Regions from separate parts of the Mus musculus genome. Here region 2 is linked to region 1. Evidence: chromatin contacts called from public promoter capture Hi-C data. All regions are on one chromosome and are shown on one strand. The core of a region is the stretch at or near the end of the contact, and the rest is flanking DNA. Distances in the headings are between cores, read along the strand shown.

Evidence for each region. Promoter capture Hi-C pulls out the DNA fragments that hold promoters and counts their contacts.
Region 2: a promoter capture Hi-C map of hippocampal neurons shows a contact between it and region 1, with 8 times the contacts expected there. A contact is called at or near these places in 6 of 39 promoter capture datasets (the 3T3-L1 cell line, frontonasal cranial neural crest, hippocampal neurons and 2 more) and 3 of 130 datasets of targeted methods (embryonic forebrain, forebrain and neural tube).

The regions. Positions count from the first base shown.
Region 1 is chr19:29,097,166-29,103,956 of GRCm38.p6, reverse strand. Rcl1 (RNA terminal phosphate cyclase-like 1) reads right to left here and starts at 2,582. Exons shown (of 9, transcript NM_021525.2): 1 at 2,317-2,582. The coding sequence starts at 2,452.
Region 2 is chr19:27,436,994-27,444,068 of GRCm38.p6, reverse strand. No RefSeq gene overlaps it. Among named protein-coding and RNA genes, the nearest start is that of C030016D13Rik, 10 kb to the right of the region's middle.

The DNA.
Region 1 (6,791 bases), core at 1,333-3,832:
CATAAGCAGCAGCTTCCTACCCTGATTTCCCTTCCTGAGCAACTACAACTATAAATTGAAATAAACCCTTCCCTCCCCAGATGGACTAGGGTCAGACTGTTTTTCCACACCAACAGAACCCTAAGACATGGAGCAAAGCAAACTATGTTCTACAGTGGCACCCCATAGAATCCCAGCTAGTACTGCCTCCCCAGGTACCGGAATCCCTAGCTTTTCAGAAAAATGCCAAGGGCAAGATCCTGCTTTTGAAAGAAAAAGGAACCCACATGTGAGTTCCTAGAAACATTGAAATACTGTATTAGAAGGCACCTATCAAGTCAACTCTGAATTCTATCTTATGGGTAACATATTTGTGAAAGAAAGCCCAAGTCTCCATGCTAAAGCACTTGCAATCTTAATTAATTAATTAATTAATTAATTAATTAACTAATTAATTAATTAATTAAAGTAAAACCTTGTGCCCAGTGGTCACAGTAGAAGCAAGGTCTCTAGGCTAATCTGGGGTTGGAAACACAACACAGCAGCCCAAGCAATAACCTCTCCCAAGGACCAGATTTAAAACTGGGGGTGCAGAGGGAGTGGGGGTAAGAGATTTGAGAGAATGGAGTACAACCAATTTAGTCATCATCTCTCCTCAAACTCTGAGGTTTTTGACTGTTTGCTTTCAGGTTTTGTTTCTGTTAAACGGTCTTGTTTTTTTTTTTTCCCAAAACAAGGTCTGACTATGCAGCTCTGGCTAGGTTAGAACTCACAAGTGAGCCAGCCGGTGGTGGCGCACGCCTTTAATCCCAGCACTCGGGAGGCAGAGGCAGGCGGATTTCTGAGTTCGAGGCCAGCCTGGTCTACAAAGTGAGTTCCAGGACAGCCAGGGCTACACAGAGAAACCCTGTCTCGAAAAAGAAAAAAACAAAAAACAAAAAAACAAAACCAAAAAAAAAAAAAAAAGAACTCACAAGTGTAGACCAGGCTGACCTCTAACTCAGAGACACACTGTGTGGCCCAAGCTGGCCTTGAACTTGGGATCCTCCTGCCTCAGCCTACAGAGTGCTAGGATTACAAGGCTGTGTCACCAAGCCCAGTGCTCTCTCCAACAGGGAAGACAGACTTTACTCACTCCCTTAACAAGCCTTCTGTTTTTTTTTTCTTTCCTAACCTATTTCCATCACCATGCACAAAACGTTTACAGTGGTAGCAATGAAATTATTAAAAAAAAATTCAGACATGATGAAATAATCTAGCCCTCTAGTAAGAAAAGAAAAAAAAAAAAAAAAACCTCGCAAAAATAAACATACCAGCCTGACCCAGGAGGTCTCCTGAACGAACTACAACCCCCCCCCCCCTTTCAGGCTACTGATAGTTTTTTTTTTTTTTCTCTTTTTGGTTTTAATTGGTTCAATTGTCTTTATCAGAAGGGATCTTGGAGACACTTTTGAACACGCACCTAAATTCTAGGGGAACAGCTGCAAACCAAAGCCATTTAACAAGACGCGGGTTCAAATGATGGGTTCAACCTATCTATCTACCTTTGTGAGACAGATAAATCAATAAGACCTTTGAAGCCTGCAGTTTAATGTTTGGCCTTCCTTTTCCTTAAGCCAAGACAACTACGTCTACGACGTAAAAACTATCTTGGTTGAGCGCTCAGGAGCAGACCTGTAATCCCAGCACTCGGGAGGTGGGGAGGTAGAAGGAACAGGACTTGAAGGGCATCCTCAGTTACATACATAGTTTGAAGGCAACCTGAGCAACATGAGACTCCGGTTCAAGAAAAACAAAACAAAACCCTATTACAAAGCTTCGCTACTGCGCACATCGGTGACTAATAGAAACAAGCGCATCGTTTAAAAATAAAATTTTATAATACACTTCCGAAGAGATAGGGCGGGGGTGTGGTGGGGGGGGGAGGAGATAAATAATGGCGACAAAAACTGGTGTCCAAGCGGGGCAGCGGTTTCAGAGACCTGCTTTGGATGAGATTGGGAAACCAATCTGTGGTACTTTTCTCTCTAATGTCTCACTCAATCACTAGATGTTGGTCCAATAAACTGTTTGTTTTTCTCCAGGGAGGTTTATGGCGAAAGCAAGAGACTCAAGAGAGGGAAGCGAGTGGGCGATGCCTACGATTCGTAGCAACAAGCTAGCCAGGAAAACGTGCAGCTGTTTACTACCCGTGCCCAGGAGCCACAGGGCATCCTTCCACGCGTGGCGCAGCTCGCGGACAGATCTGTCGCCCGACCACCATCCCTCCCACGCGCCCAGTGGCCACTCCGGGCTACGACCCCGGGTCCTCCCTCCTCGCGCCCCCTCCCAAGTCACCTCGGAGGCCCGGGTTGTCGTCCCTGGCGCGAATCCTGCGGATCTTGACCGGTCGCCCGCTCAGGGTGGACAGGACCAGCCGCTGGCGCAAGAAGTTACACCCCGCGTAGCTGAGTGAGTGCGCCTGGGTCGCCATGTGCGCGCCGTCCGCAGAGGCCCGGGACCCGGGACCCGGGAGCGCGACCAGGACCAAGGCAGCCCCCGACGCGTCCACGTGGTTTAGAACAGGAAGACAGAGCGACTAGACACCGGGTCAGAGGGGAGCGGGGCGGAGCCAGCGGCCGCCCGCCCGCCTCCTCCCCTGGCTGGGGCGGCCCGGCCTCCGAGGCACACTACCATTGGCCCACGAGGGATCTGGGTGTTGCCCTCTCTGCGTCGCCATTGGTCTGCGCTGTAGCTGGGCGGTGCTCATGCCGCGTTGCCATTGGCCGGTAGTGAAAGAGGGCGGTGCCCGGGCCCCAGCAACAGCGCGCGGCTGGAGGGACCCAGTTAGTGCTGCGGGGAAACCCCGGCGCCCAGACGCCTTGGGGGTCTGTCTGTCTGTCTGTGCCGGACTTTCACGGCCTATGCGATAAAGGAGGCAATGGCTCCGCCTGGGTGCCCACAGCTGGTGGTACTTAGCAACGTACCTACGGCAGCCCCGGGCAAGGATGCTAGCTAGCCTCTCCCGCGTTTTCCTGCCACCGAAGAGAACAGGATTGACACGCTTACCCTGTTGTAGGCGCCTTGTCTGGGTCTGAGCCGAAATCCTCTGAGGTGCAGCCTGCAATCTTTCACTCCCGGGAAATTGCCAAGCTGTCAGAGGCTGCCTGAACTAGGACCCCGAGCCTTTAGACAAGAGACCGCTGCTTATTTTGTAATGAGGGGCCTCTCTTTGTCCCTTTCTCAGCTGCCCCTTCGTTCATATTCTTTGAGTTTGGTGTCAAGACATATCTGTAACCTCGCATGACTCAAAATGGACAGTTGCAATAACTTCAAGACATACATGCTCATGCATGCACGGGGGATGGGTGGGTGGAGATCTTGCTTTTCCATCTGTCCTGTCATCCAAGCTTGCACTACAAAACCTTTCTAAATATTGTACTGTTTCACGCCTCCATTAAAAAAACAATCAAATGACTACCAACTTAGGAACGCAGTGGTCTTAGTGTTAGGTTTACAGCCAGCCATTCACGGGCTGTAACCCCAGACCTTAAGTCCCAGAAAGCACAGTGAAGGATGGAGTAGAAGCTGGAGAAAGAAAAAAAAGGGGGCCATCCTAAGCGAGTGAGAGTCCCAAGGAAACCCCGAGGAGCATCAGTGGCCATCAGAGAAGAGTCTACGGATCAGCCCTGAAATCCACTGAGGCAGCTAACCCACTTACCACAACGCCATTCTGTTAAGACTGCCTTTACACAGCTAAGCGGCATCTGACAGGCAGCGTTCTTTGGAAAAGCTCCAGGACCCATAGGCTCTCCTCTAAACGTTGTTGTGAAGAATACTAAAGCACCAGGGGTACTTTCACATCAGGAATGGATTTTTCATTTTCTTTTTTAATGCTATCTCGTTTAATTACTCAATAGTCTTTAGAAAAAAGATATTATTCAATAAAGAATGCTCACATCCGTTCAGAGCTCACTGCTTTCAATGGAGACCTTCTGAGTTTTATTCCATCAGCGTCTCACCTCTGCTTCTAGATTTTCAAACCCACCTGGAATTGCAGGCCAATAGTACTGAGGTATCAATTCTCCTAGTCTTCAGGCAATGACTGTCCTGGGCTGACATGGAAATACCCAGGCTCTCTTTGCACATCCAGGAGGTAACTCTGGGGTGTCCTTTCAGCTCCAGTTTCTGGCTGTGGCATCCTCTTGGTTAAGCACCATCTCCTGGCTTCTTTCCCTGTATCCCTTCCCAGCTTCTCTCTGATACGTGCTAGAAATAACTCTCAAATAAATTATGTCCACTCTCATTTTTTGCCTCCGCGTCTTCTGGGCAATTGAGAATAAGTCCTGACTTATAAAATCTGAGAACTGAGATGTAGAAGGGGGAGGGGGAGCTTGTTGTAAGCAACACAGTAAATGGCAGAATCACAATGACAGCTCCATTTACTAAGCTATTCTTTTAGACTTCTAAACCTTCTGGGGGATGCGGGGGTAGGGGAGAAGCGTCTTCAGCATAGTTGGAATGCAGCAAAAGCCACATAGAAGAGAGCTAACTGGCCCAGTAGCCAGAATCAAGTGCCAGACAGGGTATCGAGTAAGCCAGCAGACAGTTTCACTCATCACCCCTAGACTCCCTGACTGGTCTTTGGTAGCACCTTCACTAATGCCATCTGAGGTAAAGATGAGCTGTTTCACCAAGTCCTGTCCACATTGCATAGCCACAAATTAGTGCCAGCTACGGGGTTGGGTGATTTGTTACACAATAATAAGTAACTGAAAGTCATTCAGTGTGGTACAGACATTGCTGTTTTAGTTTAGATAGCTACGACTGCACATCCCTGAGCAGTAACGAATTAGCAACCCACAACAAATGTTTGCATGATATTACAGAGTGAGTGCCAGCAGGTACCACACTGAGAGTCTTGTCTATGGGACCTTATTTTGTCTTCACACCAAGATAGCTCACAAGTTGGACTGTAAGTGAATAGAAGCTTACAGCACAGCTCTGTAGAATGCCGCCTATGTTTATATTCTGTACAATTTATTAATTTGTTCCTAGGACCTTCTGCCTAACTAAATGGTAAATGAAATGTGTCTCACTCCGTGATTGCTTCTGTAACACTTCTCTACTTATAAGGACCAAAATCTACTTGACTAAGCCATAGGACATTGGGAGAAATAAATTTTTCCTACTACACAGACAAAGCTTCTTAAAAACCACACCTCCTGCCATTTCTCATCCTTCCTCCTTAGTCTTCAGGGATCCCAGGGCTCGTTTTATCCGACTCAGTCTGGAACTATTGTGCTCCAGTTTAACCATGAGTTTCTATGTCCTCAAGTGCTTACAATGACTACTCAAAACTATGTTTGGGCAGATTCTGTATAGACTTTCATCACTTCTGTGTAAATGACCTTCTACTCAATGAGGGTGTGTCTTAGTTAGGGTTTCTATTCCTGCACAAACATCATGACCAAGAAGCAGTTAGGGAGGAAAGGGTTTATTCGGCTTACACTTCCATGTTGCTGTTCATCATCAAAGGAAGTCAGGACTGGAACTCAAGCAGGTCAGGAAGCAGGAGCTGATGCAGAGGCCATGGAGGGATGTTACTTACTGGCATGCTTCCCCTGGCTTGCTCAGCTTGCTTTCTTATAGAACCCAAGACTACCATCCCAGAGATGGCCCCACCCACAAGAGGACCTCCCCTCTTGATCACTAATTGAGAAAATGCCTTACAGCTGGATCTCATGGAGGCATTTCCCCAACTGAAACTCCTTTCTCTGTGATAACTCCAGCCTGTGTCAAGTTGACACAAAACTAGCCAGTACACCCACCATTAAGAGACTTAAATTTTTTTTTTTTTTTTTTTGGTTTTTTCGAGACAGGGTTTCTCTGTATAGTCCTGGCTGTCCTGGAACTCACTCTGTAGACCAGGCTGGCCTCGAACTCAGAAATCCACCTGCCTCTGCCTCCCAAGTGCTTCAGTTGGGGAAGTGACTCCATGAGATCCAGCTGTGGGGTATTTTCTCAATTAGTGATCAAGGGGAAAAGGCCCCTTGTGCGTGGGACCATCTCTGGGCTGGTAGTCTTGGTTCTATAAGAGAGCAGGCTGAGCAAGCCAGGGGAGGCAAGCCAGTAAAGAACATCCCTCCATGGCCTCTGCATCAGCTTCTGCTTCCTGATCTGCTTGAGTTCCAGTCCTGACTTCCTTTGGTGATGAACAGCAAAGTGGAAGTGTAAGCTGAATAAACCCTTTCCTCCCCAACTTGCTTCTTGATCATGATGTTTGTGCAGGAATAGAAACCCTGACTAAGACAGTGGGCTTCACTAAAAAACTTCCTTCAAGAGGGAAAAATATCAGGTCACAGTCACAATCAAAAGCAAAAATCAATCTCCAACCATCCAATGTCTGGGATCCAACTCACGATCTTCTGGGCTCCTCCAAGGGCTTGGGTCACTTCTCCAGCCATGCCCTTTGTAGCATACATGTTGTCTTCTATGCTCCAGCTGCCTGTAGTCCACTGCTGCTGATGTTCTTGGTGGTCATCTCATGGTACTGGCATCTCCAAACTGCTGCTGTCTTCCACTGTAACTTGGCTTCAACAATAGCCTCTCATAGGCTCTCTTCATGGTGCCAAGCCTCAACTCCTTTGCATGATCCCTTTAGTCCTGGGCCATCAAATGCAACTGAGGCTACACCTTCACCAATGGCCTTCCATGGCCTCTCACAGTGCCGAGCCTCAACTGCTCTGCATGACCCCTTCATGCCTTCAAAACCAATACCATCTGGGTGACTCTTACACATTACCAAGTCCCACTGCAACACAAGGTACAAC
Region 2 (7,075 bases), core at 1,424-3,923, 1.7 Mb after region 1:
AACGCTGTCTATCCCATGCCTAACCATCGCCACTGCTTCTTCATATTTAGATCGCATTTCTTTTTCTGTCTTGTCTCAATAGATCACTAACCGACAAAGCTTGGGAACAGACCCCAAGCTGCATTATTCACTCAGGACCTAGCATATTCTGGGTTCTGCACAAGCTATTTTTTGAATGAATGAATAAATGAATGAAGCTGTTGTTCCCAATGTTCTCTGAAAATTCTTGTCCTGCTTTAGTGATTGTACTGCCTGGTGGAAGTCACACTCAAAGGTTGGTAATTAGGTCTGGTGAGATGGCTTAATGGATTAAAGGTGTTTGCTGCCATGGTGTGTGTGTGTGTGTGTGTGTGTGTGTGTGTGTATGCCATGGTGTGTTTGCTGCATTCACACACACACACACACACACACACACACACACACACCCCACATGCATACTTATTTTGAGGCAGATGGTGGTAGTTTAACTCCGAGAACAAGTGAGCTCATACCTGGGCCTAAGGAGCATGCCCTGACCCCAAACACTTACATAGCTGAAAATGTCACTGAGTGTTGAGATTTTAAAAATTAAGGTTCTGCTTAGAAGTCTTCTAACTGCCGGCTGTCATAAATAGGTTTCAGTGGAACAACTTGCTCTGCCAGCACGATTGCAAATCTAGGAAGACAAAGGAGGGAAGAATAATCTTGCATTAAGTTTCTTGCAGTTATTTTCCCTCAAGGTGAACCTAATGACTCCCCCAAACTAGAAACGTCAGGTCCCTACCAGGCAGTAAGGCTTTCTGTGGTCTCTTTCTCTAGCTTAAGACTGGAGGCTATGGACCATGGTTTTTCAGCCTTGGCAATAGGGATGTTTAGGTTTGTAGAATGTTGCTGTGGGTGGGGATTTGTCCTATTCACTGTAGGAGTTTAGAGGTGTCCCTGCCCTCCACCAACAGCTTAGCCAAAGCCTTTCCCCAGAAGTCCACACAATCCTAACAGAGGCTCTCTCTTAACCTCTTTCATCCTTTCTCTTCCACAGGCTATTTCTTTTATAACCTTTATAGCCTTTATTTCCACTTATTGCAACAGACAAGCTAACAAAACTGGTACCAAACATGGTTCCACAACGTTGGAAGCAGGATGGAATTCTGAGAGTGACCCATTCACTACCTCCTTGCCATTCACTGTGGCAAGGAGGACCACAATCCAAACTGAATATGGGGCACACATGGTCCAAAGGGCAGCATGGCTGCTAAGTTGCTAAGCAAATCACTATCCGTGGGCTAGGATGTCTGATGAAAATACTCTTGCCAGAGCAGTCAGTGGCTCAGGCATTTGGAAGCTTTCAATTATGCTTTTTGTCCATGTACTGTAATGCCCTACAGAAACAACCTAGGAGAGGAGAGGTTTGTATTGGCTCCCGATTTACGGTGATGCAGTGACTAATCTTGGTTGTCAGATGGGAAGCGACTGAAACCCAAGCTGCTGAGTGCTCCTGGGAGGGAGTTTCTTAGATAAGTGGATGAGAAAGACTCCCCTAAATCTGGGCCACACCTTCTGGTGGCAGCCCACAGGAAAGGACACCAAAGAATGAAGCTTTGTTTTTGGCCTGCTTGCCCAGAATTCTCACTAATCCCTTCCCTGAGATTAGAACCTACATCTCTGGGGTTTCAATTTAGACTGAAGCTTGGCAGTCAGGAATCAGTGATGACACCAAGATGGATGTGATGATGACCTTTAACCCTCAAGGCCAGTTTCTTAGCAACCTACTTCCTTCAGCTGGGTCCCAAATCCTGAAGGTTCTACAACTTCTTTAAACACTAGCTGGGGACCAACGGTTGAAACACAGGGCCCTGTGGGGACATTTCATATTCAAACCTTGACAAAATGTTCTGTCAATGGAGTTGAATGATTTCCTGAAGAAGAGTAATGAGTAGCAGGGTGTCTTTAGCAATGAAGACCTAGTAGGAGGGCCATTGGACATTTGGTAGATTTCAAATAGGCTTCTACCTCCTGTAGGCAAAAGGACAAGCTGAAAGAAAACACATTTAAAAGTCACGAATCTAAAGACTCTTGCAAGTATTCAGCCACTGTGGTCTACTATAGTCAGGTCAGTGTGCTGGTTGAAAAAACTTGAGACACTGAAACGTGAGCTAGGGACGTGAGTAGATACCCAGTGTCAGTACGGAGCACCCCAGCCAAAACCTAGATCCCCCACCCCCCACCCCATGCAGGAGACATATAAATGTCTCTCCTTGTAAGAACCCCTCTCTTCTCTCCCCAGCCAACAGCTGCCCCGTTGCCTCTCAGCCATCAGAGCAATAACTAAGATTAAATCCCAGCAGCAATGCTGGGCCTGATGAGAGTGATTATCCTAGAGCAGACTTTCAAGAGTTTCCCTGTGCACACTGTCCAAGGCAGAATACTGAGAGACTGAATTACAAGGGACTAAAGGGAAAAAAATAAACATGCGAAGATATACTTAGGGTCACTTTCTCAAGGCATGCTTCTTAACACCTTGGCATGATCTCCAAAGGTCAGAGCAGAGCCATTGTTATATGGCTTCCCGAATGCCTGAGTTTACCATAGCAGATGGTAAAAGATAATGAAAGCAGTTGGAAAATAGGATGAGAAGCCGTTCAAATTACTTTGAGTGAACAACATTCATTTCTAGTTTTGTACCAGGGCTATGTTAGCTCGCCCACCCTCTGTCTTAATTTAGTCCGAAGAGCTCTGGGCCATCTGGACACTACGCAGAATGTCACTTCATACCAGTACATCAATAAAACAAAGGCATGGCTGGAATGCTAGAGACCTTGATTAGAAACAGGTGTCCCATAGGGCAGGCAGTGAACTCTACAAAGTGGGCCACTGCAGTAAGGCTGCCAGGAATTCCGTGAGCATGGATGTGACATGGTGACATTTTTGCATGCTGATACATATCCACAAAGGAAGAGTCACTGAACAATCACTTTAGCCAGTTGACATTAGTCTCCAGCTATGGATATGATGGGTGTAGTGATGGAGTAACTAGGGTGGCAGAGATGGAATCTCTAGATATAGGCCCACAGCACAAATAGTCACTAACCAAGACAAATGTAACTGCTACTTCCAGTGGCCAAAAGCCAGTAAAGGACACTCTATGGCACTTTTACACAAAGAAACCAGTAGGCAGGCCACTTGGTGGCAAGTTCATGACACAAGCTCTACTCATTCTGAAGGGACCACCAGTTCCTTCTGACAGAAGCAATGCCCAATTTTAATTATGCGTTGTCCTTTGCCATTCACAGAGCCTCCACTAAGACTTGAATCTACTAGCCTGTGAAATGCCTGGTCCTTGGGCACAAATTCTACAGAACATAGTCTGTACACGGGAGATGTGCATCAGAGTGAAGCAGAAGCAGTGGGGCCTGTGCCTTGAGATTCATGGGCCGTATCACACCCTGTACTACCCAGATACAGGCAACCTGACAAAGCATGATGCTGGCTTGTTGGAGACATAGCCGAAACACTGGCTGAGAGATAAACATCTGTGAAAATGAAGTACTGCCTTCCAGAATACAGAGCAAGTGGTATGCTCCTCAAAATAATGCATGTGTGTAAAGATGATACATGTGTCTAGGGACCAAGGGATGGCAGTTCTGAATGGAGACAGTTACCTTCATTCTCTGTGTCCCTCTTGGAAAAAAAAAATCATGCTTCCTGTCTCAAACGATAGGATCTGCAAGGTGAAAATAAATAATGAAAAAATTTTCCCAATAGGGACACACTTGCCAGAGGAGAGAGGAAGTCCATTGAATTATGGACATCACCTAGATATTTTGAACTGGTTGTATCCAAGACCAGCAGATAAGAAGAGGAATCACTCTCATGGCCAGGAAAATTAACTCTGGTTAGTAGAAGTTATGGCTGCCTCTATACACTAGAGACAGGAAGAAGAGGATGAAGAGCCCACTGACCCACTTAGATGTCTTGCAGGGGGTTTTAGCCCCCATTGTAGCTGTAGACATGTGGCAAAGCCTTAGAAAAGTATGGTTAGAAACAGTGCAAATATCTATGTAAGCCCACTCTCAGAACCGTATAGGTAGCGAAAGGTGAGATGAGTTTCAATGAAGAGCAGAGAAGGAAGCCCTTGAGGCCCTGTTGTAGGGACTTTGGAGGGTCTGCTTCCCAGTATAGCGGAGAGATAGATTATTTGAGGGTTGGACTCTGGTAGCCATGGGAGTGAACTGTTCTGAGTGCTTCTCAAGGAAGAACTTGGAACTAGCGGTGCCATGATTTCAGGAATCGCGGTGACATGAATGCTATATCTATGTTCTTCCTAGACCCTCTGTATTGGCTAGTTTTGTGTCAACTTGACACAGGCTGGAGTTATCACAGAGAAAGGAGCTTCAGTTGGGGAAATGCCTCCACGAGATCCAGCTATAAGGCATTTTCTCAATTAGTGATCAAGGGGGAATGTCCCTTTGAGGGTGGTGCCATCTCTGGGCTGGTAGTCTTGGGTTCTATAAGAGAGCAGGCTGAGCAAGCCAGGGGAAGCAAGCCAATAAAGAACATCCCTCCATGGCCTCTGCATCAGCTCCTGCTTCCTGACCTGTCTGAGTTCCAGTCCTGACTTCCTTTGGTGATGAACAGCAGTATGGAAGTGTAAGCTGAATAAACCCTTTCCTCCCCAACTTGCTTCTTGGTCATGATGTTTGTGCAGGAATAGAAACCATGACTAAGACACCCTCTTAGCCAGTGGTTGAATGCAGCAGGTACACTAGAGCCCAGATGTTCCTACCCTACAGGCCTTCTTTCACAGTAAGTATCTACTCTGTTGCTTAGCCAAGACTTCCTTGGAGCTTTTGTTATTTGAAGGCTTCTCACCACAGTCACCTCCTTCTGTCTCTCCCTTCACAGTTGTCAGGTCTAAATCCCCCCCCCCACACACACACAACAGATTCCATTTTCCTACTCACTCCTCCTTCACAAAGTTCCCCCACCCCCAGGATAAATCTCTTGTCCCTTTAAATCTATCAGGTATCTGCAACCTGGCCACAGGTGGAGTTCAATTTTCCCTTCATCACAAAAAGCAATGGCACATGCAGAAAGGGGGTTAGGTTATTATTATAAGGTCCAAATTAAATTTTTATTATTTTTTAAAGGCGAAATTGTAATGACAATTAGAAAATTATTCGCTGGGGCTGGAGAGATGCTTCCCTCACTAAGAACACGTGCTTTTCTTCCAGAAGACTTGGGTTTAGCAATCGGCTCACAACTGCCTGTAACTCCAGGTCTGGGGCTCAAGTCCCCTATCCTGGGCTGCTAGGCCTCCCACACATAAGTAGTGGCATCCACACACAGAAATACACACACACACACACACACACACACACACACACACACACACAGAGAGAGAGAGAGAGAGAGAGAGAGAGAGAGAGAGAGAGAGAGAGAGAGACAGAGACAGAGACAGAGACAGAAAGAGAGAGAGGGAGAGAAACAGAGGCAACAATAAATCTTTTTTTTTTTTAAGGATGTTATTCTTGAAAGCAGAAGTTTCTTCTCTGTTCATCTAGTGACGAAATGTATGCTTTGTCATTGTGTCTTTATTGCTTGTGGGTTAAAGAAATCATAACGTAAAACAAATCGGGGCTTAGTAAAGGAACTAGCTTTCATCAAGTGCAAAAGCGAAAGTTAAACGCTTACACTACAAGCCTCCTTTTTATCCTTATTCTGGTTTAAGAGCTCAGAACTGCTATGTGCTGCGGAATTGTTACGTACAACATCCCAGCACCGTGCACTGTGCTGTGTGTGAGTGACCGAGTGTAGGCTTTAGGTAGTGCTCATTTTTATTGCATTTTCCCATCACATGTTGATGTGACAAATCATTAGAGGTGGCACTAGTACAACTATCAGATCAACCTTTACCCTGGGCACATCACTTTCCTCTTGCTCCAAAGCATGTCACACTAAAAGCAAACAAGGACAAGGTTGACTTCATGTTTACTGGACAACAAGAACATAATGGAATAGTAGTGGTTAGACTCACTAGCTCACATTTTAAGAAACCTGAGGTATGACAAAAGACAACGTACCTTACTGTGAAACAGTTCTTTACTAAAGGAAAATGCATCGATGATGGCTCTGTTTCCATGGATTTATTATTCTAATAGATTCTGAAAATAAAACCATCTTTGCTAAATGTTTATTGATGCTTCACATTACTATTCCCTTTATTCCTGCATAGGCAGGTGAGAAACAGAAAACCTAAACTGAAAACACATTAAGTTGAATTCTAAAGAAGTTAGGGGGGAGGGGAGGTGTGTGGGAGATGACACTGAACATACCTTATGTTTAAGGGAGGGAAGGAGGGAAGAAGGGAGGGAGGGAGGGAGAGGGGGAGGGAGGGAGAGAGAGAGAGAGAGAGAGAGAGAGAGAGAGAGAGAGAGAGAGAGAGAGAGAGAGAGAAGCAATCATGCTGAATTGAAAAAGAAAAAAGCAAGCATTTCCCAAACAGATTTTGTGATACAGTTCAAATTTATATTTTTCAACTTCTCATGGGAATTAATCATTATAAGAAATCTCAGTCAATTAAAAAAAAAAGACATGTGTGTCCAGGACAGTCTACTTAGAGAAACAAGGATATTACACATTAATTCTTATCTTTGTTGGCTGCAATAAAAGTGAAGACCAGAGCATTGCAAGGTTTAATTAGAAAACCAAATCAACATTTTGAAGCTCATTCCTTAAACAAGTGGCTCTTGATTTAGCTGCGCATTAAGGAAACCCTGGGAGCTTCCACAGTCTTTCCACCTAGGTCCACTCAAGATCAATTAAATGAGAATTGCTGACATTTTTAACTCTACAGGTGATTCTGGTGTGCGTCCAAGATTGACATAGATTTCCTTGGATACTAAAGCTATTTTAAGCTTTAAAGTATTTTCATTTAAGCTACAAATTAAATATCTACAGCTCCACAGCCTTTCAGTCCTAGAAGTATTGATGCACCCAGTTTTAAACCCTGATATAGAGGAGCATCCTTGCTGGGTCTTTTCTTTCTGGGATGAGAACTGAGCCCTTTTAGAGCAGGAAAAGTGAACTTCACCCCTTT